Regions from separate parts of the Sus scrofa genome. Here region 2 is linked to region 1. The links are chromatin contacts, called in public HiChIP or PLAC-seq maps. All regions are on one chromosome and are shown on one strand. Each heading gives the region's core, a stretch centred on a gene start, on an enhancer-like site or on the middle of the called end of the contact. The rest is flanking DNA. Distances are from core to core; before and after follow the strand shown. Region 1 overlaps LOC106505250 (a long non-coding RNA gene). Region 2 overlaps LOC106505250 (a long non-coding RNA gene).

Evidence for each region. HiChIP or PLAC-seq counts read pairs in DNA pulled down with a chosen protein or histone mark.
Region 2: an H3K27ac HiChIP or PLAC-seq map of alveolar macrophages shows a contact between it and region 1. The contact joins two enhancer-like sites. A contact is called at or near these places in 2 of 47 Hi-C or Micro-C datasets (blood and skeletal muscle) and 1 of 2 datasets of contacts at active chromatin or transcription factors (alveolar macrophages).

Annotation. Positions count from the first base shown.
Region 1 is chr11:6,837,880-6,840,418 of Sscrofa11.1, reverse strand. The region is part of intron 4 of LOC106505250 (a long non-coding RNA gene); the gene reads left to right. Among named protein-coding and RNA genes, the nearest start is that of UBL3, 76 kb to the right of the region's middle. Within about 2 kb of position 1,263, at least 6 of the 83 cell types and tissues checked have an H3K27ac peak or open chromatin away from gene starts, as enhancers often do. A contact at or near this core is called in alveolar macrophages, where this site is marked.
Region 2 is chr11:6,930,985-6,933,523 of Sscrofa11.1, reverse strand. All of the region lies in intron 2 of LOC106505250 (a long non-coding RNA gene), which reads left to right. Among named protein-coding and RNA genes, the nearest start is that of KATNAL1, 130 kb to the left of the region's middle. Within about 2 kb of position 1,268, at least 34 of the 83 cell types and tissues checked have an H3K27ac peak or open chromatin away from gene starts, as enhancers often do. A contact at or near this core is called in alveolar macrophages, where this site is marked.

The sequences.
Region 1 (2,539 bases), core at 14-2,513:
CGTCTGTCCATCACGTCCCATCATCCGTCCCTGGAGAGCAGGGACCGTGCATTTGTGAGGTGAGAGGGACAGCATCTGGGGATGCATAACACATTCTTCCTCCGGGCCACAGAAGCCCTTCAGGGCAGCTCCTGCGGAGCTCGTTAAAGCCTCTTAAAATCTTGGCGCAGGAGCTGACTCCCGCACTGTGTGTGGTCCATTCAGACCCGCCAGATCTTGGTCAGCGCTGGGTCTTTCTCACCTTCTCAGTGCTGTGTTTGCATGCTTTGATTTTCGTGCCTACGTGGGTTTGGTAGCTTTGTTTTTATAGGACTGAAGGGCCCTGCTCTGTGACCTGGAGCAATGTCCAGGACCTGGCAGGGCAGTCAGCTTCCTAGAGGTCAGGTTGGGGTAGGCTCAGCAGAGCAGCAAGGGCTGCTGGGAGGGGCAGGTGCAGCGGAATAAAAAGGCGTAAACAGCGGGAGGCAGGTTATCACATCCCTTGTTGACTAGGCTACACCGCCTGTTTCGCCTGTTTCGCCCAGTCCTGGGTGAGTGCTTGTCACCTTAGCATGTCTCCATGCAGCTTTGCCGGAGGTAGGGGGGAAGCTATTCCCAGTTTCTTGACCTAGCATTTTAGAGCTTCTGCCTCTTGACCTAAAAAAAGACTTTCAAGGGTGATAGGGTTTGAACAGATTCGGGGCTTTCTCTGCTCCCAAACCACCTTCCTTTTACTCTCTTTCAGGCTCCACTCAGATGCAGGCTGTGTACACACTTCCTATTTCAAATTCAGGTATTAAGGACAGAGGTTTGACCTTCCCTTCAGTTGCGTGAGCCGTGGGATGCCTGGGACCTTGATAAGGGGGGGTGGGGGGGGGTGGCAGAGGGAGCCTTGTCAGTCTCAGGGTGTCTTTCAAGGCTGGAGAACAGCACTTACGCAGTGTCCCATGAATTTCGGCCCCAGATTATCTGTGACATAGTCTCTAATACATTTTTTTTTTTCTTTTTCTTTTTTGGTCACCCCACAGTGGCATATGGAGCTCCCAGGCCAGGGATCAGACCCAGCCGCAGCTGTGGCCACCTCAGATCCTTAGCCCACTGTGCTGGGCCAAGGCTTGAACCTGCGTCCCAGCACTCCCCAAACACCACCCATCCTGTTGTGCCACAGCAGAACTCCAGTCATTTCTAATATCTTCACATGTGCGCAAATCTGTAAGGACAGGGCAAAGAGTATTTTTCTTTCCTTCCTTCCTCTTTTTCTTTCCTTCCTTCCTTCCTTCCTTCCTGCTTGCTTGCTTGCTATTTAGGGCCACACCCACAGCATATGGAGGTTCCCAAAGCTAGGGGTCTAACTGGAGCTACAGCTGCCGGCCTACGCCAGAGCCATAGCAACACCAGGTTTCAGCCATGTCTGCGACCTTCACCACAGCTCATGGCAATGCCAGATCCTTAACCCACTGGGTGAGGCCAGGGAAGGAACCCGAAACCTCAGGGTTCCTGGTCAGGTTTGTTTCCACTGAGCCACGACGGGAACTCTGTAGTTTTCTTTTCTAACCTCACAGTGCTCAGGAAAGCATTGGGCCTGGAACCGTTACTCAATAAAATAAAGAAAAATAAGGACTTGCTGAATTGTACCACCTTAAATGTGATGCACCTCTGACCGTTTTTAGAGCTTGGCAGGACAGTGTCAGGGCACGAGGAAGGGCTCGCAGCTGTCGGAGGCTGTTGAGAGGGAGACGGAGAGAAAGACAAAAAGCATTTTTTTTTTTTTTTCTTGCTCTGGGATTAGCCCTGAATAGCTGCAGTCCTTGGTTTGTGGTCAACTTAAGCACAATATGTAGAAACAAAAATCTCCGCCTTGCAACATTTCTCCAAGTCACTTATGACTGTTCTTCCTCTCTTCTGCTGGGAGCCTCTTCCACTGCGAGTGAGAGTCTAGTTCCTTCTCCACCCTGGAAGATGGAGCCCAGTGAGCCCTGGACCTGTCTGGAGGGTGCACATTGGGGCTGCCCTCTCACACTCTTCCTCAAGAAAATCCGTCGCATGTCACACATCCTGTTTCTAACAAGATGTCTATTCAGTGCAAGATCCGTCTGCCCTGTGATGGCCTCTGCTCTGCAAAATGGCCTGGGATGTTTACAGCAGACATGCTGCAGAGGAATGGGTAGGGTTGGCGAACAGTCTTAATAAAATTTCCTTCTCCCAGTTATTTCCCCACGGTGTTGAAACCAGAACCTGGTTTGATCTTGTTTTCTCCTGCTATTGATTTTGGGGCTGAGCCGTGTCTTGCTCAGAGAGAATCCCTACTCCCTGGAGTCCTGGTCCACGGTCGGTCTGATTGCTTCCTCACTGGCTGAACTGTACCATTCCAGCAAATCTCACCAGGCCAATAGAACTGCAGTTATCGAACTTTCTCTGCATTCTCCTCGGATGTCTTGGAGTTGTTGGTGATGAAAGAACGGGCTTTTCAAATCTAAGCTGCAGGTCCCCAGCACAGAAGGAGCAGAGTGGAATTACAACCCTCAGGCAGTTTGCATCTGCGTTCTCCAGCAGTAAGCAC
Region 2 (2,539 bases), core at 19-2,518, 93 kb before region 1:
TCTTCATGGAGCCTGTAGGATGTGTTCCCTTTTCAGACAGAAGCCTCTGAGAGTTCGTATTATACATTCGGTATATTTAAGAAACAGAAGCCTCTGAGAGTTCGTATTATACATTCGGTATATTTAAGAAAACAAGGTGCCTCTGAAAGGCATTCCCTCCTGCCAAATATACGGCGCTTGCAGGACAGAAATGCAACGCCTCTGTTTCCCGGGCTGAAGAGTCCAGACGGAGCACTGAGTGTTCTGAGGCTGGTACAGAGCGTTCAGTCAGGGAGCATTCTGGACACTTTGCTGGGCCTACCCCATTTTTACATTTTTACTGCATTTCTGTTCTTTGGCTCCTTAGCCTGTGTGCATCTTGCCGCCGAGATCTCTGATGCACCCAGCCGGAAATCCCTCACCTGGAGAGAGAGAGAGAGAGAGAGAGAGAGAGAGAGAGAGAGAGTGTGTGTGTGTGTGTGTGTGTGTGTGTGTGTGTGTGTGTGTCTGTGTGTGTCTGTGTGTCTGTGTGTCTGTGTGTCTGTGTGTTTGCGCGAGCGCGCTGGAAAAGCACCCCCAGATGACTGAAATTGAACATCTGAAACGGCTGGGAACTCGAGGGAGCTGGCGTCCGCCAGGGGGAGCCGGGGTCCCCGACGGGGGACCGGGCGGGGGGCCCGGGGCATCCGCACGGAGCGCACGGGCCGCTTTAAGAGGGGACTCGGGCTGCGGGGACCAGGCCGGCTGTCCCTGTCCCGCCCGGCAGCCGCCGCAGCGGGGCGGGCAGCCGCGGGCAGGGCGCTGGGCGAACGGGTCACAGAGTCACTAATGCGCCGCGCGGCCGCGGGGCCGGAGCCGCGGGCGGCGGAAACGGCCCGGCCAGAGATTGATCGCAGCGGGAAAGGACTGAGTCGGCGCTGCGGTTCCCGGGAGTCGGGCTCCTGGCGGCGGTGCCCTTTCCTCCCGCACCCGCTGCAGCCATCCTGCTTCTGTGCCTTCAAAAGTGACGTCCCTAAATGTCCAGCCAAAGGCCTCTGTCCTCCTAGGAGATCTCTTGAAAGCCAAGGTCACCGGAAGCAATTTTCTGAAGTTGGCTTTTATGCCGGGCGTCCACGGGGCACTGCGGGGGGCGGGGGGGGGCCTAAATGCCTGCTCCCGCCTAACCAGCCCCTCTCCCCACCTCTCCAAGAAGAGGGGCGAAGTCGGGGTTCCGCAGGCAAGTCTGGGGATGCTGGTGTGCACCTTCGGCTCAGGTGTGGCTGGTGGGTGTGTCCTGAGCAGGTCCGAGCCAGATGCCCTGCTGAACCTCAGTTTCCAGGCAACCCCATCACCCTCACTTTACAGCGGACAAGATCGGGGCTCAGAGAGGCGCAGTAAACTTGCCAAGCTTGCTCACCCAGCTGTGGCAGAGGCCTATCTGACCCCCAACTGCCCGCTGAGGGAGGGTCTGGATTCTCCTAAACCCCCACCAGGAAGCCACTTCCGGGAGAGGCTTAAGTCTTACCACGTTCCCTACTGATAGGAGGGAGGAGTGGACAAAGGAAGTTGCCAAAGCTACTGCCCAACCTTTCCGGGTTCAGAACTCATTATGTAGAAAACGCAGAGACACGAAGCTGGCATAGGTCACTCTTACCAGCAATGGGGCCGGTTTCCTCTGGTGTTGTTTGCCCAGCTTGTGGGAGGAAAAAATGTAGGGGCTGTAGTTTGCTGTGGCCACATAACAAAACACTGCAGACGGGGCTCTGTGTGTGTGTGTGTGTGTGCTTAAACAAGAGAAACATATTGTCTCACAGCTCTGGAGTCTGGAAGTTCAAGATCAAAGCGCTGGCAGGTTAGTTTCTTCTGAGGCCTCTCCCCTTTGCCTGGTGGGTGACTGCCTTCTCATCCTCATAGGGTCTCCCCACTACCACCGCCCCCCGTCCCCCTACCTGCATAGTCTGTGTCTAAATTTCCTCTTCTCATAAGGACACCAGTCAGATTTGACTAGGGTCTACCTTAAAGACTTCCTTTTCACTTAATTGTCTCATCTCCAAAATGGTGACCTTCTGAGACACAGGGGGCTAGGATTTATTTGAATTTGGGGCACAATTCAGCCCATTACAGGGACTTAAATAAGTCTTTGCTGTACGAGGCCTGGCCCTGCAAACTCCGTATGTGCATATGCAAATCAGTCACCTTTTTATGTGTCCACACAGGCATGGTTCCCCAAAACAAGAAGGCCGTGAGAAAATTGCCCAAATACTCGGTACTCTCTTGCCTCTTCCTTGTTTTTAAGAGTCACGAGTCTTTGGTTTGGCTCAAGCGAAATCATGTGTGAAATCCAATAAATGGGAAGTCTTTATTGCTCAACCACTTTTGAAAAATGTCTGTCACAGAGGCCATTTTTTTCCCTCCATCAAGTCTCATGATTTTCTATGAAACCAGCTCATTGTGAGAAAAGGCAGCTTTAAGAAGTGGGATAGAGGGTGTAGTACCGGCTGTCGGACGCTAGGTGGAGCCCCGGGCAGAGGCAGGGACGAGACAAAATGTCTGCAGACACAGCCCAGGCTCTAGATTGGCT